Linked DNA regions of Mus musculus: regions 1, 3, 4, 5, 6 and 7 are each linked to region 2. The links are chromatin contacts, called in public HiChIP or PLAC-seq and promoter capture Hi-C maps. All regions are on one chromosome and are shown on one strand. Each heading gives the region's core, a stretch centred on a gene start, on an enhancer-like site or on the middle of the called end of the contact. The rest is flanking DNA. Distances are from core to core; before and after follow the strand shown. Region 1 overlaps Mreg (melanoregulin). Region 2 holds the start of Atic (5-aminoimidazole-4-carboxamide ribonucleotide formyltransferase/IMP cyclohydrolase). Region 3 holds the start of Xrcc5 (X-ray repair complementing defective repair in Chinese hamster cells 5). Region 4 has its middle 18 kb from the start of Gm4319. Region 5 overlaps Gm4319 (predicted gene 4319). Region 6 holds the start of Tmem169 (transmembrane protein 169). Region 7 holds the start of Mreg (melanoregulin).

The links. Promoter capture Hi-C pulls out the DNA fragments that hold promoters and counts their contacts. HiChIP or PLAC-seq counts read pairs in DNA pulled down with a chosen protein or histone mark.
Region 1: an H3K27ac HiChIP or PLAC-seq map of extraembryonic endoderm stem cells shows a contact between it and region 2, with 13 times the contacts expected there. The contact joins the enhancer-like site here to the promoter of Atic in region 2. A contact is called at or near these places in 12 of 39 promoter capture datasets (the 3T3-L1 cell line, cranial neural crest, embryonic stem cells and 7 more), 1 of 484 Hi-C or Micro-C datasets (bone marrow-derived macrophages), 21 of 115 datasets of contacts at active chromatin or transcription factors (the 230-238 cell line, acute myeloid leukemia, astrocytes and 15 more) and 3 of 9 other capture datasets (embryonic stem cells, liver and pancreatic islet).
Region 3: a contact with region 2 is called in a promoter capture Hi-C map of pre-B cells, with 5 times the contacts expected there. The contact joins the promoter of Xrcc5 here to the promoter of Atic in region 2. A contact is called at or near these places in 4 of 39 promoter capture datasets (the 3T3-L1 cell line, hematopoietic stem and progenitor cells, liver and 1 more), 1 of 484 Hi-C or Micro-C datasets (CD4 T cells) and 2 of 115 datasets of contacts at active chromatin or transcription factors (large pre-B cells and memory CD8 T cells).
Region 4: a contact with region 2 is called in an H3K27ac HiChIP or PLAC-seq map of embryonic stem cells, with 14 times the contacts expected there. The contact joins the enhancer-like site here to the promoter of Atic in region 2. A contact is called at or near these places in 11 of 39 promoter capture datasets (the 3T3-L1 cell line, the C10 cell line, cranial neural crest and 6 more), 3 of 15 datasets of contacts at CTCF or cohesin (the NIH/3T3 cell line, large pre-B cells and stem cell-derived epiblast-like cells), 6 of 484 Hi-C or Micro-C datasets (adipose-derived mesenchymal stem cells, bone marrow-derived macrophages, embryonic stem cells and 3 more), 28 of 115 datasets of contacts at active chromatin or transcription factors (the NIH/3T3 cell line, acute myeloid leukemia, astrocytes and 16 more) and 1 of 9 other capture datasets (adipose tissue).
Region 5: a contact with region 2 is called in an H3K27ac HiChIP or PLAC-seq map of trophoblast stem cells, with 18 times the contacts expected there. The contact joins the enhancer-like site here to the promoter of Atic in region 2. A contact is called at or near these places in 18 of 39 promoter capture datasets (the 3T3-L1 cell line, 3T3-L1-derived adipocytes, the C10 cell line and 12 more), 3 of 15 datasets of contacts at CTCF or cohesin (the NIH/3T3 cell line, large pre-B cells and pro-B cells), 8 of 484 Hi-C or Micro-C datasets (the N1E-115 cell line, bone marrow-derived macrophages, embryonic stem cells and 4 more), 36 of 115 datasets of contacts at active chromatin or transcription factors (the 230-238 cell line, the NIH/3T3 cell line, acute myeloid leukemia and 22 more) and 3 of 9 other capture datasets (adipose tissue, liver and pancreatic islet).
Region 6: a promoter capture Hi-C map of hematopoietic stem and progenitor cells shows a contact between it and region 2. The contact joins the promoter of Tmem169 here to the promoter of Atic in region 2. A contact is called at or near these places in 3 of 39 promoter capture datasets (hematopoietic stem and progenitor cells, neutrophils and pre-B cells), 1 of 115 datasets of contacts at active chromatin or transcription factors (large pre-B cells) and 2 of 9 other capture datasets (macrophages and pancreatic islet).
Region 7: a contact with region 2 is called in a promoter capture Hi-C map of pre-B cells, with 7 times the contacts expected there. The contact joins the promoter of Mreg here to the promoter of Atic in region 2. A contact is called at or near these places in 8 of 39 promoter capture datasets (the 3T3-L1 cell line, 3T3-L1-derived adipocytes, the C10 cell line and 4 more), 1 of 15 datasets of contacts at CTCF or cohesin (the NIH/3T3 cell line), 6 of 484 Hi-C or Micro-C datasets (B cells, CD4 T cells, the G1E-ER4 cell line and 2 more), 17 of 115 datasets of contacts at active chromatin or transcription factors (the 230-238 cell line, the NIH/3T3 cell line, astrocytes and 10 more) and 2 of 9 other capture datasets (adipose tissue and liver).

The regions. Positions count from the first base shown.
Region 1 is chr1:72,171,462-72,174,430 of GRCm38.p6, reverse strand. The region is part of intron 2 of Mreg (melanoregulin); the gene reads left to right. Among named protein-coding and RNA genes, the nearest start is that of Mreg, 39 kb to the left of the region's middle. Within about 2 kb of position 1,445, at least 45 of the 459 cell types and tissues checked have an H3K27ac peak or open chromatin away from gene starts, as enhancers often do. A contact at or near this core is called in embryonic stem cells, extraembryonic endoderm stem cells, hepatocytes and 3 more, where this site is marked.
Region 2 is chr1:71,555,867-71,558,715 of GRCm38.p6, reverse strand. It overlaps Atic (5-aminoimidazole-4-carboxamide ribonucleotide formyltransferase/IMP cyclohydrolase), which reads right to left and starts at 1,560. Exons shown (of 16, transcript NM_026195.3): 1 at 1,442-1,560; 2 at 1,093-1,219. The coding sequence starts at 1,460.
Region 3 is chr1:72,306,012-72,309,336 of GRCm38.p6, reverse strand. Xrcc5 (X-ray repair complementing defective repair in Chinese hamster cells 5) reads right to left here and starts at 1,916. Exons shown (of 21, transcript NM_009533.2): 1 at 1,770-1,916. The coding sequence starts at 1,790.
Region 4 is chr1:72,140,570-72,143,805 of GRCm38.p6, reverse strand. No RefSeq gene overlaps it. Among named protein-coding and RNA genes, the nearest start is that of Gm4319, 18 kb to the right of the region's middle. Within about 2 kb of position 1,740, at least 32 of the 459 cell types and tissues checked have an H3K27ac peak or open chromatin away from gene starts, as enhancers often do.
Region 5 is chr1:72,118,546-72,121,462 of GRCm38.p6, reverse strand. All of the region lies in intron 1 of Gm4319 (predicted gene 4319), which reads left to right. Among named protein-coding and RNA genes, the nearest start is that of Gm4319, 3.8 kb to the left of the region's middle. Within about 2 kb of position 1,297, at least 7 of the 459 cell types and tissues checked have an H3K27ac peak or open chromatin away from gene starts, as enhancers often do. A contact at or near this core is called in trophoblast stem cells, where this site is marked.
Region 6 is chr1:72,282,729-72,285,684 of GRCm38.p6, reverse strand. Tmem169 (transmembrane protein 169) reads right to left here and starts at 1,312. Exons shown (of 3, transcript NM_175564.4): 1 at 1,219-1,312. Pecr (peroxisomal trans-2-enoyl-CoA reductase) reads left to right here and starts at 1,364. Exons shown (of 8, transcript NM_023523.6): 1 at 1,364-1,592. The coding sequence starts at 1,469. It overlaps Gm51631 (a long non-coding RNA gene), which reads left to right. Exons shown (of 3, transcript XR_003947863.1): 3 at 937-1,187.
Region 7 is chr1:72,210,607-72,213,724 of GRCm38.p6, reverse strand. It overlaps Mreg (melanoregulin), which reads left to right and starts at 1,418. Exons shown (of 5, transcript NM_001005423.2): 1 at 1,418-1,708. The coding sequence starts at 1,614.

The sequences.
Region 1 (2,969 bases), core at 196-2,695, 620 kb before region 2:
GGGGGCTGTGTCTCCAGGATTAACCGGCTTGCAGTTGGGTTGATAAGTAGACCGCACCTGTCTGTGCCAGCAGGTAATGATCAGCAGGTGTTATAGCAGAGAGCTCCCGGGTGAAACCTGGACTGTCACTGCGTAAGTGGCTGTTTTTCCTTGAGGCCTATATCGACACATCCTTCTTCATTCAGACTTAGTTAAGAGTAAACCCTAAATACCCAAGACCATATGCAAACAGCACACCATTTTATACAAGGGACATGAGCATCTTCAGATGCTGACATCTGACAACATGAAGTACACAATTTAAATATATCCTCCAGTATACTTCACATTACCCCGAATTGTGGCACCTCGTAAAATATAAGTAGCTGCCCACAGTCCGCCCACACATTTAAATTTGGCTGAGGTCTTTGAGGTGGTCTATATCATGACACATTCTAGGTGTATGAAGTGTGACGTGGCCATTTCTGCCTTGCTAGAAATACTAAGTCTCCCTGTGAGCAGGACCTTGTCTTATTATCTTTTGCCTTTGGTGACAGCAGTAGATTGTCATCTTTCCTTCAGCAGCTGGAGCCCCAGAACTCTGAGGTAGTTAGGCATACTTGTGACTCACAGAAAACACTGCTTCCTCTGGCAGCATCGGTGACATCACATTCTGGGTTGTAACCCCTGATGAGGCCCGAGACGCAGCCGCCCTCCCATCCCATTCCCCCACCCCCACCCCCAGACACAAGGAGCTAGCCCTGTACTGACTAGCAGTCCCTTCCCAGGGCTTTGACAGAATACTTGGGCAGTGGTAAGAGCTAAGAGCTACCTTTTGGCTTCATCTGATTAAAAGCAGATAAGGAATTAGGTCAGAGTCCTTGGACTCTAGTGCAGTCTGTTTGCAGAACTCTAAGGGAGAGAGATAACAGAGCAGAAATAAACAAGGGGGTGGGAAAAGCACTGCTCTGCATTTGCCTTTGACCTTTCGAGGTCAACACCCCGCTTCTGGACTGAGGCAGATGAACAGTGGAGCCGAGGTGGCACCCAGGGCAGATGTGCCATTCCAAGGTGCTCCAAGGCAGGAACCCCAGGGTGGTATTCGGGTCTGGTTGGCATGTATACAGTCTGCCCCCAAAGTTTTCCTTTATTCATCTTCGAAAGGTTGGCATCATTTTAGGTGGACCTCAGAGCCTGCTGGTACAGCAGCAACCTAGGGCTAATGGCGTCATGAATGCCTGTAAAATCTGATGTTGTGTGACTTTTCCTGGGGAGATGGTAAATAAATGTTTGTTTATTCACCCCAGATAAAGAGCGACCAGTGTAGGGATTCTGTCCAAGTCCAGGACCGATGAGTTTATTGGGGTTAATTACGGGAGATGGGCGACTCACCACTAGGAAACCACACCCGAGTCCATTGTCTTCTTCTGACCTGGTCACAGTTGGAATCTAAGGGAGCCTTCTGAGTGAGTCCCGTGAGGCTCCTGAGCCTGTCCCCGCCCTCCAGGAGGAATGTTCACAGGCTTGATGTCCTGTGGGATATTGTAGGTGCTCAGCTGCCAGGTAGTGGTGGTGATTTCCAACCTGGAGGAAACAGATCTATTATATTACACCGTTTCCCTTGGCAGGTAGATGGGTTTTTATTTATAAATTATTAATAACTATTTATAAATATATTGACTAGCTGATTGGAGTGTGTGTGTGTGTGTGTGTGTGTGTGTGTACACATGTACACACACATGCCATGGTGCATGGAGACCAGAGGACATTTCTCAGGAGTTCTACTTCTATGTACATTCTAGAGAATGGACTCAGACCATTAGGCTCAGTGGCAAATACCGGCTTGACCACGCGGCTTGACCATCTCTCTCAAGCAGATAGTTCTAGAAGATCAGTAGGGAGGACCCAAGTGTTACAGATCCAGGCCCATTTTTGCCCACCACATAGGATGTCAGACATTGAAACAAATGAGCGTTTTGTTTGTTTCTTAGATAGATTCTTACAATTAGTCTCAGTGCCTGGAACTCACTGTGTAGACCAGGCTGATCTTACACAAAAGCAATCACTCTGTCTCTTCCTTTTCCATGCCGGGATTATAGGTCTTCACCACCGTGCCTGGATTAAAAAGATGAGCTCCAACCCCCTCTCTTTTTCTATTTTGTTTGTCATGTAGTCCTGGTTGTCCTGTAATTCGCTCTGTAAAACCAGGCCGGCCTCACTCGAACTCAGAGATCTGCCCGCCTCTGCCTCTTAAGTGCTGGAATTAAAGACGTGCGCTTGTTGAAATGATGGATTTTTCAGAATAGGAAGAGTTTACTCATGAGGGAGCCAAGTGTGTGGGGTCAGGAGAGCAGGCCTCAGCCATTCCTCTTCTGGGATATGGTTTAGGGTGTTTATGGCTAACAGAGCTGGGTGCTCTGGGTGTGAGAAGGTGACTGCAAGTAAGGAAAATTGAAAAAATAATTGGTGGTCTGTATATGTGTAATCAAACTTCATGTCTCTTCTCATTCAGAAAACACTGACATTTGGATGTGCTTTGGTCCTGTGACTTCGACAGGTCAGCAGTATCAACCATTTTGAGCCACTCCCAAGTCCCTAGAAAACAGCTGTAGGCATGCATATGACCCTATGGAGAGGTGTTAACTGTAACACAGCTTACGAAAGGGTAGTGCTTAGCTACACAACGTCCACAGCTGGCCATGAAACTGACCACCTGGCAGCAAGCAGAGCTGGAAGGCTTGTCCCCTTGGGCTCATGGCTCACGGTGCAGTTCCAACAGCAGAAGCCGCTTCTGTTCCTAACAGCGTCTGCTGAGGTAACAGCATCTGCTGAGGCTAGTGAGACCTTCATCAGAGTCTGACCCAGTCAGCTGAAAAGGCTCATCTCTATCAGTTCTGGTTACCAGCAACTAGACCTTTCTTAGACAGAGTGCCCCATGGTAGTGACATACAATGGCTGAAGCCATAAAGCCACATGTTAGGGAGACAAGT
Region 2 (2,849 bases), core at 311-2,810:
AAGTTTGTCTCCCATGCACCAGGACCCGCATAAACAAACAAAAACACTTACTCTTTAACAGGACATAGTTCTAATTTCTAAAAGATATCCATACTCCAACTCACTCAAGGAGGAAGAGGCAGGAGGATCACAAGTTCAAGGCCAGCCTGGGCAACCTACAGAGACCCTGGCTCTAAGTTTTAAAAGTTTCTGAAGCAAAGCATAAAAAATGAACTAGGGATACAGCTCAGGAGTGGACTGGACATTGGGGTCAGTCTTCCATACCACCAAAAGAATACGAGAAGGCGTAACGGGGCAAGCAAATACTGGGCAGTGGCGTGGAAATATGAATGACCATCTGAGAAACATTTAAACTAGGCGATAGACAATGCAAGAACTCCTCGTACTTCATCGTAAATGCCACAGCAACAATGGCCTACCCATACCAGCTCCACAGTAACTCAACTGCACCTCACAGGAGCCTACTTGTCTGCTGTCCCTGATGCTCCGGACTCCCATAAGTCACAAGAGAATCCACTGAAGACATTTACTAAGTAAAGGCATTCTTGCTGTCTGAAGCTGTCAAATGTACAGGGGTTATGTACTGCTTACACAAACAAGAGTTATGAAGAGGTGAATAATTTACCTCTATAGGGATTCTCCACAAACCAAGAGTTATAATGGCAATGAAAACAGCCAGGGAACTAAGGTCTTTTTCCTTTTCTACCTTCCAGACCTTCAGGGTCATCTCCTGACATCTCTTGTCAAACCCTTCCCACTGTTAGTCAGGAGATGAGTGTGATCGAGCCACTGGTACTTTCTGATGGGTGAGGCTATGAAGAGGGAGATACAGATCTTCAAAGATGTTACAGTCTAACTGTGCAACCAGTCAAAGCCAGGCCATGGAACCTGAACATTCGTGTTTATTCTGCATAACACATGGCCCTCCGAAGTTAATTTGTTTGCAAACAGTGGCTGGGTGCTAGGACTCTAAAACTCAAGGCTCCCTAGTTCTAACCTAACTTCTCCCTGTGTTTTGTCAGTTTTTTGCATGGCTTTCTGGTGAATATGGTCACAACGTTTTTCTCCCTTTAACGCTACCTACTGCCTTACCTGACTGCCAGGCCAGCATCCCTGATCGCTTTTGCCGTGCCTCCGGAAGCGACCAGACTCAAACCAAGAGACGCGAGACTTCTGGCAAATTCCACGAGGCCAGTTTTGTCAGACACACTGAACAGGGCTGAAAGAGAAGGCAGTTCTCATTACTCGCGGCTTCTGGCACCGAGATCTCCCGGGGAGGACTCCTGGGAAGGGGACTCATGCAACTGCAGGCCCAGGGCCCAGCACTGGGGACACCCAGCCTGCAGGCCGGGCCCGGGGCCTCCCCAGCTCGGCCAGCGGCATGAGTGGGTGGCGGGGATGGTGCAGGCAGGACCCCTATGATGCATCGCGAGGGCCTCACCAAGCTGAGACGGAGCCATGCTGCGTTGGGTCGCGGAGTCAAGGGACGGACAGGCCACGTGCGTAGGCAGGCAGGCCGGACCCCGCGGTTCAGGAAGCAGTGGGCAGGGCGTGTCGACCCCACGTGACCCCGAGGTCCCGCCCCTCCTCCAGTGAGCTGCAGCCTAGGGTGGAAGGCGCCGCTGGGCGGGGCGGCTGCTAACTCCGGAGCCTGGGATCTGTAGCCGCGGGCTTCCTCTTTCCGAACCCAGATCTGGGCGTGGGGACTCGCGGTTCGCGCGCATCTGGGGTGCTGCTGCTGAGGTCCCGGGAGGTGGGGCCGCGGCGGCTGGAGCACTGATTGGGGGAAACTAGCGAGAGGACTAAACAGACCCTGTCTGACGATGTCAGAAAGGATTAGAGAAGCCTTCTGCTATGGTCTCCCTTTTACAGGTCTGGGAGACCTACGCATGAAGTCATTGCCTCCACAGTTGAGAGCCCCAAAGAAGTAAAATGACCGTCATTTGAAGTTTTTCATACCACATTATAAAATGGCCTGGAATTTACATCAAGATCACCATGTGTAAAATGCTCTTTTCCTTCAAGCCCAGGTGGCAGGAGTAAAGGTTTCAAGACTTAAGTTATTAAAAATAGGAATAGCAAAATTGAGCTCATCTGCTTCTTTTTAATAAAAGTGACACCTTTGGCACAAAATAAACATATCTTGCTGTATACACAGCCCTATTTTTTTTTTTTTTCCGAGACAGGGTTTCTCTATGTATTCCTGGCTGTCCTGGAACTCACTCTGTAACCAGGCTGGCTTCGAACTCAGAAATCAGCCTGCCTCTGCCTCCCAAGTGCTGGGATTAAAGGCATGTGCCACCACTGCCCGGCTAACAGCCCTATTTTTAACATTAATGTTTAGAATTAATTTTTTGATTATGTTTTCTTTTGTAATGTTCTTTAATACAATTCCAAAAAAGAACTTAAAAATTCTATAAAGGAGCCTAAAATTGTACAATTCTATAGAAAGCTTAGCTTTTTATTTCCAGTCTAGTCTCCCAATCTGTGCAAAGTCCATTTTCCTATTATTTGGATGCTAGTCTGCTTCTTGTCTTTCCTCTCTAATAGTCCAATCTCTTTTTCCTTCTCCAAATATCTATTGATCAAATATCTATCTCATTTTTCTGACCTCAGAACGTGTTAACTCCTTGCTCTGAACACCTCTCATGTTTCTAAGGAAGATATATTAGGATCATGAGAGTGTCTTCAGGATGTGTTCACAACTTTCAATGTACAGAGGTGAACAAGGTTCAGAAAGATCATTGCAAGTTTGGAGCTAGTTTGGTCCACACTTTAAGTCCCATACCTGCCAAAGAAACAGCAAGACCTTGTCTCAAAAATGTTAAACAAACAACAAAAGGTGACAG
Region 3 (3,325 bases), core at 667-3,166, 750 kb before region 2:
GGTTAGTAATCCAGAGACCTGGGTCTAGTCCTATCTCCTCTAATTAGCTCTGACCCCTAGGCAATGTCACTTAACCTCACTGTTAGTTCAGTCAGGCAGTAAGATGTTGGGCTTGATGAGGTCTAAAGCTGTTTGCAGAATTAACAGTCCTGATCCTACCAGTCTCATCCGTGCTTTTGTGCTGACCAGACAGAATGTGAGCTGTTCTGGGCATCATCTTAGGCGACAAAGACTGAAAAGTGACCAGTTAAGACGGTCATCATCTGACTCTAGAGGTGTTTGGAAAACTTGGACCAGCTCCTATAGTGGGGGATGAGCCCCCAATTTTGACGTTTTTGCAACACTCAAAGGAAATACTAGTTTCCCTTAGTTCATAAAGAATGGAATCACATGACACTCTGAAATTTAACAGGTTTCAGAAACAACAACAACCTATCTTGGGATGAACATTAATAAACTACAGAATACCTTTGAGAGGAATTCAAATTACATCCCACAGTGATTCCTTCAGCATAAAAATCTTTTTTTTTTTTAAATGTAGGCATCACAAAATATGCTGGCTGTGTTCCTTTAATAGGCGGCCACAAATCTACTTTTAAAGTAGCAAACACTAAAAGACTGGGAGTCTTTTGTCAAGAATTAGAGATTCAGAGTAAGGCATCAAAGAGTTTGACAGTGTAAATTCTGGTCTGGAAGAATGGTTTATGATAATTTAAAGTCTTTGGAAGCAGTAAGAAAACCAGGGAAGACAAACTGGGAGGGTACTGCAGCTCTTCATTACCACACTGAAGCAATACAACCTGCTAGAATTTTATCAAGTACATCTGCCACAGTAAGTCCTTCACGGGAGCTACAAAGTTCTCAGCAACTGAAGGCAGAGGAACAAAGGAAGCGAGCAACATCATTATGGGTTCATAATTTCATCAAATTCCCAAATGGGGGTGGAGGAAAACAGAGCTCCGTTATTGAACCCCTATCTTGTTTGTATTAAACGAATGAATGGATCCTTGCCATTGCATCTCTCTCTAGTGATCAAAAACAACCTCTCTAAAGTTTACAGTAATTTCCATTATTAATCTAGGATTCTAAGATCATAGATTCTTAGAAATTGAGCATTCTGTTTTGCTTTTCTTTCAGAGCTCCGAATGAATTCCCATTCACATGTTACCACTCATGGAAAGGGTGACCACGTTCTAATCACTTCAGTTCTTCATGTCTTGCTTGGTTCTCCTACTGACAAGCTAAGGGTAATAATGGTCGTCTCACGGTTTGGTGTGAAGATTTAATTAAATAGGAATAAAGGGCTTAGTTGTGCCTCACACAGTAAGCTTTCAATAAATTCGAGATTTTTAAATTATTATGAAGGTCATAATATTACGTAATATTACACCTTGAGTTATTTCATTCACAGAATCACAAAACCCCTCTGAAGTTTTACGAGCCTGGCATGTAGGGGATCTATCCTCGATAACTTACAAAGATTTTTAGAACCCAGGTTCGGAAGCAATAAAGGACGTCTGTGTTAGCAGGTGGCGTGGATAGAAAGTAAACTGAAGCAACGAGGGAGGAGGGAAGGGTGAGAGGCTGGAGAAGCAGGAGGGAGGATTTCGGAAGCGTGAAGGTGCACAAGACTCAAATGCAGAACTCCGAACCCCAAGTCTTTCGTTTTGAGCATCCATCCTTCAGTGCTGACTCAGCTGCGATTCCCACAGCTTCCACCCTCTAGAGATCCCCGGCTTAGGAAAGGCAAAAGGCCCTGCTCTCGGTACCTTATTACCGGACCACGCCATGCTGGTCCTCAGGTGATTTGATTACTTTTTCCGGGCGGAAACCTAGAGTGTCGCAACTCAGTTCCGGGCAACCCACAGATCCAGACGTCCCGCGTGCAAGGCGGGGAAGCCATGGGCTCTGAGCATGCGCAGAATTCTCTCCCTGCCTCCTTAGGCAAGGCTTTGTTCTCTGAGCCGCTAAAAGCCAGTCAGTACTGGGCTGGAGAAATGGCTCTGCCGTCTAAGACATTTGTCATCAAGCCTGACGAGCCCATTCAAGCTCCAGGCACCCATATTGTGGAGAAAAAGAACCAATTCCACAAGTTGCCCTCTGATCTCCACGTGTCCCACACATCACAATAAGTAAATAAATAAATTTAAAATAACAAGTTTAATAGTAAAAAAGTAAATAGGGGGTTAAAGGGAAAGGGTCCCAGGTTAGGAATGTGTACTGTTTTCGCAAGGGTATTTCAAAGCCCAGCACCTACATCAGCCTTCCGCGGATCTGACGCCCTCTTCTGGCCTCCACTCAATGCACATACCCACATGCAGCCGCGTGCATACATGATTTTTAAAACTAAAAAAAAAATAATAATTGCTATTACTCAATTGATAATAATCCCTTTCGCTAGCAATTTGTATTGGCACTCTGGAGTTAAAAGTCCCCTGTGTAAGATGAATCCACGAAGTCACTTAACTCCTCTAAAGGCCTTCTAAATATGATACTAAAAAAAAAAAAACCATGAACACGATGACCTTAGATCAACGTCCAAAGAGAAGAGTGAGAGTTCACCGAGTTAAAAGAAAAAGATGGCTCACAACCATCTGTAATGGGATCTGATGCCCTCTTCTGGTGTGTCTGAAGACAGCTACAGTGTACTCACATATATTAAATAAATAAATAAATCTTTAAAAAGGAAGAAAAAGTAGGAAAGGCATTCAACTCTACAGACAAAGTGGTTAAAACACCTTAGCCTCTGGGAAGAATTTCCTACTACCCTGGCGTGTCTGTGGCTGGGAAAGATGCCCTTTTCTAGAGATGGAGGCTGTCAATTCCCGTGAGTGTTCACCACTCATTTGCAAGGAAATTGCCCTGCAGTTCTTCCCTTCTGATAACCCTTGCACAGAAACTGCCTGTTTTCTATACAAAAATGACTCACAAGCTGCAGGTGGTTGGACAAAAGGTCCAGAGACCTGGAAAATGTCTGCAAACCTCTGTTCAATGTGGGAAACGTTCAATCAGATTCTCTTTTGTTGAAAATGGTCCCAAGAAAACAGGCACTAAAATTGATATGATTTGGAGAATTTTTGAAGAAGCCTTCAGGGAATGAAGGTTTAAAAATCGAAGCTGATAGGGTTCGAGAGATGGCTCAACAGTTAAATACATTCGCTGCTCTTGAACAGGACTGGGGTTCAGTTCACATATTACAGCTCACGGCCATCAGTAACTCCTGTTCCAGAGGATCCCATACCCTCTTCTGGGTTCTGAGGACACCAGGCACCCATGTGATACACAAACCTACATACGGGCAAAACACTCATACACAGAAAATAAA
Region 4 (3,236 bases), core at 491-2,990, 580 kb before region 2:
AAAGGCAAAAGGTTAGAGGGTTGGTTCTTGGTTCTCCCTGAGAACTAGACTGGCACCGTCAGTAGGTGAGGAGTCCTCGGGAGGAGCCAGGAAGGTCTGTGGTCTCTCAGAAGAGTGGCAAAGCTTGTTTCTGTTTTTAAAAGTAACTCTATTTGGCCAGGCATGGTGGCACAGGTGTTTAATTCCAACACATGAGAGGCAGGGGCAAGAGGATCTCTGTGAGTTTGAGGCCAGCCTGGTCTACATAGTGAGTTCTAGGACAATGAGGGTTATGTAGAGAGACCTTGTCGTAAACAAACAAACATCAAAAACAAAACAAAAACCCTTGCTTATTTGGTCTGTGTGTGTGTCTCTACATGTCACAACATGCACGTGGAGGTCAGAGGACAACCTATGAGAATCTTGTTCTTCTGCCATGTGGGTCCTGGGGATTGTGCTAAGGCTCGATGGAAGTGAGCACGTTTACAACTGGATCCTCTCTCTGGCCCCGAGGACATTTCTTAAAGGATCCAATGAATACTCACTGAGAGGTGGTTCTTTCAGCAAATAGGCGGGTATTCCAGGGCAGCACCTTTGTGCCTGTCCACGAGAAGATTGTCTTCTCATGGAAAACCACTGCTGCTCTGTCTGCCGTGTGTAGCCTTTTGGGTTAACTAAGCTATGTCTTTACTGCAGTGCTGTGTATCCCTTGTCCAGTGCCCTTCTCTTGATTGTCACCGAAAGAAGTCAGATCCAAATTTAAAATGTTTACCCCCGGAGGTCCTAGAAACCCCAGAGGTTCAGAAAACAGGGAGGTGGGCTGGGTGTGACCCGAGGAGAGTAAGGGGAGGAAGATGAGCGATAGATAGAAGGGGAGATGAGCAGAAATGAGGAAAAGGTGTTTGGGTGCGTGTGTGTGTGTGTGTGTGTGTGTGTGTGTGAGTGAGTGTGTGTGTGTGTGTGTGTGTGTGTGCATGTGTGTGTGTGTGTGTGTGTGTGGCTTGGAAGGCCTAGTAACTGGGTGCCTAGTGTTCTATGCTAGAGTTCCTTCAATAGCACAGTTACACCTTATTAATGTTATCTATTTGAACATTATCATTGCAAATAATATTTCACTCCTCCCCTCCCCAAATCATTGGAAAAGACTAGGGGTAGATACCTCAGTACAAGAGTGTCTAGCATATACTAGGCTCTAGGTTGAATTCCAAGTACCACAAGTAGTCGAAGACATCTCTGCTCTAAAAATCATTGGCACACACTCCATTTATAGCTTTAATAGGTAGTTAGATAGTTTTCAGTTTAAGTAGTTCCCTGCAGAATTCACTATTCACCAGAGAGTTAAGAGTAGTGGGAAAAGATTGAAAGCAAATCCAGAATTTTTTTTTTTTTTAAAATGGACACCATCTAAATTTTACCATGTAAAAAACATCGTTAGCAAACAAACAAACCTACAAACCCACAGAGAACCTCTCTCCTCCAGGGACCCTTAGGCACTCAGTGTAGCCCTTAGGAAGAGGGGCTGAGGGGGTTCTCACCCCCCCACCCCTACACCACCCCCTCTTGCACCGAGGTTGTGTGATTCCAGGTCTCTCCGGAGCAATCTGTGCCTTTATCTGCGAACATCTGTAGAAACAACAGCATAAGGGCTTAAGTGAACACGCATGGGAATCTCAGGCAGTTGACAAATGAAGCTGATTTGCATTTTACAATAAACAACGGATCCTCCTTGCACGCGGAAGAGCAGTGCAGGATTCTGATTGAGCACTAGGTGTCGCTGTTGACCCATTCTGTTGTCTGGCAAGTCCGCCTTTGTCCTTAACACTACCAGAACAGTTAATTTCCCTTTCTTTTCTCTCCTTCCCTTCTTTTTTCTTCTCGCCCCTTTCCACCTTTCTTCCATTTTCTACTTCTATTGTAATCCTTCTTTAAAATTTATTTTTAATATATGATTTTATTTTGAGGTTATAACATAATCACATATTTCCTCTCAACACCCATATGTACTTTTGTTCTCTCTCAAATTTACAGCTTATTTAAAAAATTATGGTTGGGCTGGCAAGATGGCTCAGCGGGTAAGAGAACTGATTGCTCTTCCGAAGGTCCTGAGTTCAAATCCCAGCAACCACATGGTGGCTCACAACCACCTGTAATGAGATCTGACGCCCTCTTCTGGTGTGTCTGAAGACAGTCACAGTGTACTTATTTATAGTAAATAAATCTTTGGGCTAGAGCAGGCAGGGACTGAGCAATCAGAGTTGACCAGAGTGAGCAGAGGTCCTAAATTCAATTCCAAACAACCACAGGAAGGCTCACAACCATCCGTACAGCTACAGTGTGCTCATATACATAAAATAGATAAAATAAATCTTAAAAAATTTTAAAAAATTATTGTTATATATGTATATTTTGTATGTATATATTTCTAACTATGTAAATATAAAGTGCTAAGTTTGTATAATGTTTTTATTATAATGTTAATATATATATATATATATATACACACACACACACATATATATATAATTGTATACACACACACACCCACCATTTCAAGGCTGGCCACTTGGTTTTGTATAACCAGTCACAGAGCTCTTCCCTAGGTAGGTTACTTCTCACACTCTCATTATTCCTTAATTGCTTACAGGTTGGAGCCTCGTGAGACTTCCTCCTTCCTGGTTAGCAGGCCTATTGCCCTCATCCTTGTTCAAGTCTTGCTTAGGCAGCCATGACTATGAGACCCCATGGGTCTAGTTTCTCTGACATTTCTGAGAGACACAATCTCACAGCAAACTTCCTGTTTGCTCTGGCTTTGACAATCTTTCCTTTCTCTTCCATGGCGATCCCGGAGGCTAAGGCGGAGGGGTTGTGCTGTAGTTGAATCTGATGGGACTGGACACGACATGATCTCTTGATGAGCTGTGGTTTCCTCTAACAGTCTCCATCTGTTTCAAGAAGTTCCGTGGAGGAGGAGTGAGGATGCATTTACTCATGGGTGTAAGGACACCTGTTTAGAATGTAGTTAGAGACTGTGCTAGTAAAAGAGGTTTAATAAAGAGGTGGTTGCAGGTTCTCCTCCAAGATCCATGGTTTCACTAATCTGGGTAGTTGGCTTGGTTCCCAGTAGCAGACCTGGCTTCCCTCTTGTTGAGCCGGCTTGAAGTCCAATTAGAGAGCTGTTAGTTACTATCAATTTATTCGAGCCACCACTGTACCCTTAGGGCTATCGTGCCTTGCTGGGCATTGTTGTGGTTCACGGG
Region 5 (2,917 bases), core at 48-2,547, 560 kb before region 2:
AACGGGAAGGCCAGACTAAGCACGAGGTTGTCTAGGAACTTGCTAGCCAGCTGTTTGAGAGATCTGAGAGCTACTATTTTGTACGCAGATAGATACCGGACTGAGGAAAGTTGTTCAAATTACGTGACAAAGAGGTCCAGGCTTAGAGATTTGAGTGCTCTGTGGGGTCCTTAGTAGGGCTAACTAGCTGGAGCTCCTTCTTGTCAGCAGCCTTGAAGATGGACAGGTTATTATTATTATTATTATTATTATTATTATTATTATTATTAAAATTAAAGTGTTGCATAGTCACACTGAATTAATTGTAGCTATTCACTGGTGAGGGTTGGGGGTGGTCCCTTCAAGGGTGTGAGCTCTTTGATGAGAATGGACTCCTAGCAAATAGAGCAATGTAAACACAACTTGCTTTAAGCCAAGAAAGAGATGGGGACAAAGCCTAGAGTAGGTCAATTAAAATCACCACATTAATGAAAAGGCAAACTGATAACGTATAGTTTTAGTAAAACAAGAAAAACAATGCACAGTGGCAGAGAAGTTTTGCTTCCTAGTCTTTCCACTTTCTTTCTTAAAAAACAAAAAACAAAAGCAAAAAACAAAAGCAAAAACCAAAAAGCAAAAACCAAAAAACAAAAACACCCTCTCAAAACAAGCAAGCAAACAAAACCATACAACAACAACATCAAACAAAACAAAACACCCTAAATAGTGACTGGAGAGTTGGCTTAGTGGTTAAAGCTTTTGTTGTTCTTGCAGAGGACTTGGGGTTTGACCCACCACCCAGTGGAGATTCACAGTCATCTGTAACTCCAGTTCTAGGATGCCTGACACCCTCTTCTGACCACAGAGGGCATCAGGCATAGAAGTGGTACACAGACAAAACACCCATATAAAACATAAAAATGAAAAAGACTGAAAAATCAGCTGTGTGGTGGTGGGGCACACTTTTAATCCCAGCACGTGGGAGGCAGAGACAGTCGGATGTTTGTGAACTCAAGGTCAGCCTGGTCTTCAGAGTGAGGTCCAGGACAGTCAGGGCTACATAGAGAAAACTCTGTCTCGGAAAACAAAAACAACAAAAGTTTTATGTGGCATTTATTTAGATGTCTGTGTGTCTGTATGTGCATATGTGTGAATGCTTGTTCCTGTGTATGCATGGACCCAGAAGAGGACATCAAGTGACCTCCTCGATCACCATCGGCCCATTCCTTTGACACAGGGTCTCTTCCAACCTAGGGCTTGCATTTTCTCAGCTAGATGAGAAGCCCTCGAGCTCCAGTGATCCTTTTGTCTCTGCCCTCCCTTCAGTTATCCCTGGAATTATTGGTATTTGCAGGACTCCCAGCTTGTTGCATGGGTGCCTGTATTCAAACTCTGGTTCTCAGGATTGACCAGCAAGTATTCTGCACTATTCCTCTAGATCACCCTTTTGTCTGGTTCTCAAGGGGGGTTCTTTGCTTTTGGAATTAACGCAGCACATTGGTGTTTCAATCTGTTGAATGTCCATAGAGCGACAGAGAGCCTTATTTTTCTCATGACTTCTAGAGGGAGCAATGCTTTCCTCCCTCTAGAAGGAACTGATTGCCAGGGAAGCCACAGTTAAGTGTAAATGGATAATGAGTGGGAGATGGGGAGAGAACAGGATAGAGGCTAGAAGGGAGATGCTGAGATAGACTCCGTGGATTCCTCAATGAAGGATGGAAAGGTATTGGTACGGTGGTCTGGATTTTTAACGTTAAAGATTAACTTTAAAGGGGAGAGGGAGATGGTTCGGTGATTACAAGCACTGGCTGCTCTTGCAGAGGACATCGTTTTGGTTCCTAGCACCCAATATGGCATTCACCTGTGACTCCACTTCCAGTTGGAGGGCCTGGAAGGCCTCTGAGGGCCCCAGGCATGTACATGGTGCACATTTAGACATGCAAGGCCAAACACTCACACACATAAAAGAAATAAGAAACTAAAAGAATTAAAAAAAAAACCTTAAAAAACACAACATAATCACAAGTCTCTGATATAAATTGAACCAGTTAGTGGTTTTTATTTAAGTCATTAATTAATGAGGGAACCTTGCGACATTACAATGGCCTCAAAGGAGAAATTCAAACAACCATCAGATAATTCTGTAATAATTTTACAAATGGATACAAAATTGGCTTGTTCCATAGTGGGTGTGGTGGTGGAGGTTAGAAATCAATTATATTTGCAGAGGAAAAGATTAATTTTCATGCCTGTAGACAAGTCATTTGAATTATTATTGGTGCCAGAGAGTAGGGCAGATGGAGAGGACCTGAGGACCGCGTATAAAACACTGCAAAATGCTTATGAGAAAAACACAGAGGACAAAAAAATCTCTGGCAAAGGCTGGCTAGCTCACAACTCCCACCCTTCAGGAGGCTGACTGGAACGGGCTGGTGCCATTGGTGGAAGTACGCGCTATATGTCTGAAGATGATGTGTGCCTTATTATAATATGAAAACAGACACTATCCTGCTGGGCCAAGAACACTCGTGAAACTCTACACTATGCAAATGAGCAAGATAACCCTGGGGATGTGGCATAAAGGCTTCATCCTTTGCATAGTATCACTGATGGAGATTCTCAAAGTTCTCCCAGCCCTACCCTCTTCATTGGAAGTAGGTTGTTTCTTATTACATGGTCTCTGGAAGTAGGTTGTTTCTTATTACATGGTCTCTCCTCCTGCTACTTTCCACAAGCCTTCGGCCGATGTTTGTTCCAGGACACAAGAACCTGGAATCCCTCCAGAGGTGCCAACCAATCTCTCATGTTCACTGATGTTGTTATTGCTACACTTTGCAATGTAAAAGTTGCAAAATAGCTCAGCCAAGGAAAGGCAGCGAACTCACAGAATCAAGCCATCCGGAAGCCTATACTTAGAGGATGCCCTGTTTCCCGCTGA
Region 6 (2,956 bases), core at 63-2,562, 730 kb before region 2:
GTAGTGGCTCCAACCGCCACCTCCCCAAACAGACACAAATGGCATTTGTTGACTGGAAAAGGGAAAACAGAGCACCCCCGGCAAAGTTAGAAAGACTGTTGTCCTGGATTAAGACCAATGACCTAGCATAGTCCGACATAAGGAAAGAGATAAACAGAAAAGAGCTAAGAGGGCAAGGCTGCTGCTGCTGCGCTTGATGATGGGGTTCAATCCCTGGTGGCACCCATACGGTACAAGAAGAGAACTGACTCCTGCAATTCGTCTTCTCACACACACACACACACACACACACACACACACACACACATATGTAATGTTAATTTTTAAATGAACAAACAGAAGGGCAGGGCATGGTATCCCATGCCTTTAATCCCAGCATTCAGTAGGCAGAGGCAGGGGGAATCTCTTAAGTTCCAGGCCAACCTGATCTACATAGTGAGTTCCAGGACAGCCAGGGCTATAGAGAGAGAGACCTTGTCTCAAAAAAAAATTAATAATAATAATTAATTCAAAACAAACAGAATGTGAACAATAAATTGTTCCTTGGAACCAACTGGGAGCTGATAAGTTCCTTGCTGAAGGTAGGAGCTAAAAGGCAGGTTCCAAAACCATAAACCTAGAAATGAATCTTACAAGAACCATGCAACGATTCATCTTTATCTGCTGCTATATAACCCAGATGAAACGGACCAGGTCTCAAATCTATGGAAGGGTGCTTTTTTTTTTCATTTCTGGGTGGGGCACTGAGAATGAGGTGAGGGTGGCCTAAAATCATTTTGTTTAATCATTCATTATTTAGGCTCTGTGGATAACTGCAACTGTGTGCCCTCTCCTGCCCCACCCCCTCCTCCCTTTCGACTCCCTCCCTGAAGAAGAAGGGATCTGGGACCTGGATGGCTTCCCTTCAGCTAACCTAAGCCTTTCCCCACTTCCTAGCCCTCTGCACACAGCTGCTGAAGCCCAGACAGCCAGATGTCTGTTGCAGATCGGTACTGCGAGGGCCCAGACCTGCAGCCTTTCTCTACACAGATGCTCTGGAGATGTAATTTTAATTAACGGTGGGAGCTATGGCCCCAAGGATTGGATTTTCAGAACAGAAAATATCCTTCCCATTTCGTTCTTTCTCACTCTCTTTTCATTCCTCTGTCGTTTCCCCCCAATGTCACCGACATTTAAAAATAAATATGAAAAAAATCGAACGAGGAGTCTCACCCACACCTTCACTGGGACCCAGGAGGGAAGCTGAGGATGCAGACGGCTGCGGGCGGCCGCCAGGAGCGGTCCAGCTCTGGGAGGAGGCCTAGCGCGCCGCGAAGGCGGGGCCTGGGCGGGGCCTGAGGCGGGACCACGCGGACTTAGGGGCGGGGTCTGTTTGGTTACGTGGCCAAGGACTGCTACTAATAGAGCTACTTCTGAGGAACACGTGGTCTAGCTTTAGCAAGAACTCAGAGACAGACACTTTGTGGCCATGGGCTCTTGGAAGACTGGTCAGAGCTACCTAGCGGCCGGGTTGCTGAAGAACCAAGTGGCCGTGGTCACCGGCGGGGGCACAGGCATTGGAAAAGCCGTCTCCCGGGAGCTCCTGCACCTGGGTACGTGAGCAGGCCTCTGGGGCTGGGCTAGTGTCCGCAGAGGTCCAGCTCGGGTAAACTGGGTTCAGAGACAGAGGGGAGTGCTGGCGGACCGGGAAGAGGTTGCAAAGCTCCGGTCTGCAGAGCTGAGCAATGAGGGAAAACGAAATAACAGAGGTTTTATTCCGAATAGCCGAGAAATGTTGAGAGGCCCTGATCAGATTTTCTTCTCACGTCCCCTGTGCTAAAAGCAAGAAAAAGGAAAAGTTATTAAACTTAGAATGATCACGTAAACACACGCACAAGGAAGCCATCAAGAAGAAAATAGTTACATTTAATATTTAAATATGTGAGAATGTGCATCTTCTTTGGGTTTACTTTTTTTTGTTATTTTGTTTTGTTTTTTTTGTTTTTTTCTAGACAGGGTTTCTTTTTATTAGCCCAGGCTGTCCTGGAATTCACTTTGTAGACCAGCTGGCCTCGAACTCAGAAATCCGCCTGCCTCTGCCTCCCGAGTGCTGGGATTAAAGGCGTGCGCCACCATGTCCGGGTTTTGGGTTTACTCTTAACCCAAAGCAAACTGTTCCCAGGTGGTGGTGACATATGACTTTAATTCCAGCACTCAAGAGGCAGAGACAGGTGGATCTCTGTGAGTTTCAGGCTAGCCTGGTCTACAGATCGAGGTCCAAGTCAGTCGAGGTTTCACAAAGAAACCCTGCCTCGAAGATGTGGGTAAGAAGGAAGAGTGCAAAGTTTATAAAGGCATATTTGAAAAGTATTTCCAACACGACGCTTGTATTGTGCAAAGAGCTTTGACAAGTAGATTTTTTTTAAAGATTTTTAAAATTTTATTTTATGTATATGAGTACACTGTAGCTGTCTTCAGACACACCAGAAGACAGTATCAGATCCCATTACAGATGGTTGTGAGCTACCATATGGTTGCTGGAAATTGAACTCAGGACCTCTGGAAGAGCAGACAGATCTCTTATCTGCTGAGCCGTCTCTCCAGCCCTGACAAGTAGATTTTTAAAAATCTGACATCAAGTGGAACAAATGAGAAATGATTTGGCCTTGACATTCCATGCTGAACTAACACAAGAAATAAATACATGGAGAAATGATTGACTTTATCTTATCAGCAGTACACTGCAAAAAAAAAAAACAAGACAGTATTGCAGTTTGCACTTTACCATTACTTCCAGCCTGTCTTCCACCAGGAAACTTCCCCTGGGAGGAGGAATTATTAAAAAAAAAAAAAAATCAACCAGTACCTGTTTAGTACAAAGGTCAGGATCTTGGCCTCTGTCAGCAAATTTGCAGAACCTTGGTTCCTCTTCTGTGGATTGCTAGTTGTTGAACCTCTTTTTGAGTAAGTTTGCATT
Region 7 (3,118 bases), core at 169-2,668, 660 kb before region 2:
TCAAGTAAATCAGACTGGCAAAGGCAAGACAAAGAAGCAAAACACCTTCTGCTTTAGGGTTTTACTGATGTGAACAGACACCATGACCAAGGCAACTCTTCTAAGGACAACATTTAATTGGGGCTGGCTTACAGGTTCAGAGGGTCAGTTTATTATCCAGGCAGGCATGGTGCAGGAGGAGCTGAGAGTTCTACATCTTCATCTGAAGGCTGCTAGCAGAATACTGGCTTCCAGACAGCTAGGATGAGGGTCTTAAAGCCCACATCCACAGTGACACACCTACTCCAACAGGGCCACACTTTCTGATAGTGACACTCCCTGGGCGATCACACCTTGTATTTTATATTGAGTATAGGGTTTGTATGCCAGAGTCTAAATTTGAATTGCACACTGGAAAGCAATTTGGCAGGATTCATTAAAATTAAAGGGGTGGACTGGAAAGATGGCTCAGTGGTTAAGAGCAATGACTGCTTTTCCAGAGGTCCTCATTTCAATTCCCAGCAACCACATGGTGGCTCACAACCATCTGTTATGGGATCCAATGCCCTTTTCTGGTGTGTCTGAACACAGCTACAGTGTTCTCACATATGTATAAAATAAATCTTTTTTAAAAAAAAAATTAAAGGGGCATCTTATGACACAGCAAGTCGACTGCCACATCTTTATTCAGTTGGTGTAGAAGCTCCCAAGTGCAGCAGTTCAAGGATGTGCACTGCAGCCCTCAGTACAAAAGGCTGGGATTGGTTAACATGTTCACCATTATGTTCACGGTCTGGTTAAATAACACTGGCATCGGTAAGATTAGGTCTGCGTTAGGAAGACAGAAAGATACACATACAGTCTGCATGACATCAGTGAAAAGAGCCAGGCACAAAAATGTGTGCATGGGAAGGGTTGGAGGGAGAAAGGGAATGGTGAGGGTGGGTGGGGCAATGCAATGTTTTAATTTCAAAAGATAAAAACAAACAAACAAACAAAACCCCAAACAAAACAAAACCACAAACATTTGGTGCGGTAATCTGCTGCTTGGACATAAAAAAACAAAAGTGGGATTTCTGGGGGCTGGTGAGGTAGATGGCGCTACACAAGACAGGATTCTGTTCCCAGCACTCACATTGTAATTTACAAAAATAAATCTCTTGTAATATAACAGTTGTAGAACTCACAAGCGGTTGCTTTTTTTTTTTCCCCTAAGAGTGTTCAAGGGCTGGAAGTTTGAAAAAATAAAAAAACTTTTACAAAGCGTGTATTGTGGGAGACCATTTCCTTTGCAGAGAAGCCAATTAAAAGGACAGTTGGGTTCGGCCACGCGCAGCAGACCCCTGCTGCTCAGCGGTCACCTCCGGGGTTCTGCGGGGCGCCTGGAGCGCGCTCGCTCCCTAGAGGGCAGCCGTGGGCGTCGCAGGACGCATGCGCTCGGGCGGCACCCGGGGAATTAAAAGAGAGAGGGAAAAGCTCCCGCGGCAAACGCGCAGCTCGCGTCCCCACGGCCGGCCGCGGCGTGATGCGCACGGCCCGGCCCGTGACGCCGCGGCCGTCCCTGTCCCCGTCCCCGCGTCCCCGCCGCCATCGCGCGCCCGGCTCCGGGATCCCGGCGCCGGGCCTCGCTCCCCATGGGGCTGCGCCGCTGGCTACGGAGCGCCTGCTGCTGCTGCCCGTGCCGGTGCCTGGAGGAGCCCGCGCGGCCCGAGAAGGAGCCGCTGGTCAGGTGCGTATCGGGCCGCCTCGCGGGGTGGGGACCCGGGTGTCGTCTGAACCGGGGAAGGGGTGCTGTGAGGTCACACCGCGGTGCCACCCGGCCCCCCTCGGCCCCGGTCTCGCACAAGACGATTTAAGCTCCGGATCCTTGGTTCAGATTTTGTGTGGCTCCTCGGAGGCAGCGGATGCCCCTGGGAAACGCCACTGACTGCTGCAGGGGAAAGGGCCGGGAAGAGAAGTTTCCAGAGGGGGTCTCATCGGATGAGACGGACGAGCGTGGGTTTCCTTGGCACTGAGATGAAAAAAAAAAGTTTGGCTATCTCTTCCAATGTCATGACCGAAAGAAGTCGATTTCAGTGACTGAGGAAATCTTTCTCGTGATAAAACTATGCGTGCTGTACCAGTGACAGCCAATTGACTGTTCGGGGGTTTAAACTGAAATGTGGGGACATTTAATGCTCATTAGCTAATGTGCTAAGAGGCTTTGTGAAGGAACCCTGTGCACAGCTTTGCTTGACTTTTTTTTTTTTTCCCCTAAAGCGATACTTTAATATACGTATAAGCACGAGGGGTAGAAGAAAAAGGCACTCAGAAATAAGACATACCCAAGCGTGGTTGCCGGCTCCTAGAGAGAGAAGAGATAGGACTGTGATTTTTATTTTTCCTTAAAATGTTGGTTTTTTGTTTTTTGTTTTTTTCTTCCTCCCTATCGTGAGTTTGCTGAAATTAAGTTCCACCATGCCAGGTTAACCTTATCGAATGAGGTCCCACCAAGTCGTGCCCCAGGGAACAGAATTGAAATTAGGGCACAGGATGTAGGGTGGAATTCTAGGCTTGGTGAACAAGCGCAGAAGCCAGGACCCCTTCCTTAAGGGACACGCAACGAATCCAATCCTGCTTGCACAACTCTGGCAGAAGCAGCAAAGCATGGCTTTACCTTGCCCTACTCTGTCAAGTCCAGACACTTCCCCTGACTTTGCAGAGTTACATAACCCATCCTGCCTGTCTGCTCTTATTTTCCAGCGCATTAAGCAGGATGTACTTGCCCCTGTAGGAACAATCTACTCTTAGTCCCTCCAAGCTCCTGGCCAATGGTGACCTTTTGCCTTCTACCCTTTCCTAAAGTGGCCTTGTGGCCCCTTTTCATCTCCCTTTTGCGAGTCAGGACTTGGAATTATCATCTTGTTATCTGGTGAGGTGTTTCATGAAATATATCTAGATACCCAAGGCACCACACACACACACACACACACACACACACACACACACACACACAAATACACACACACACACACACACACACTCTGTCTTACTATGTAGACCTGGCTGACCTCTAACTCAGAGATCCGTTTGCCTCCTGGGTGATCTGATTAAAGGCGTTCACCACCCCTCCCGGCTACCATACTATGTTTGGTTGTTT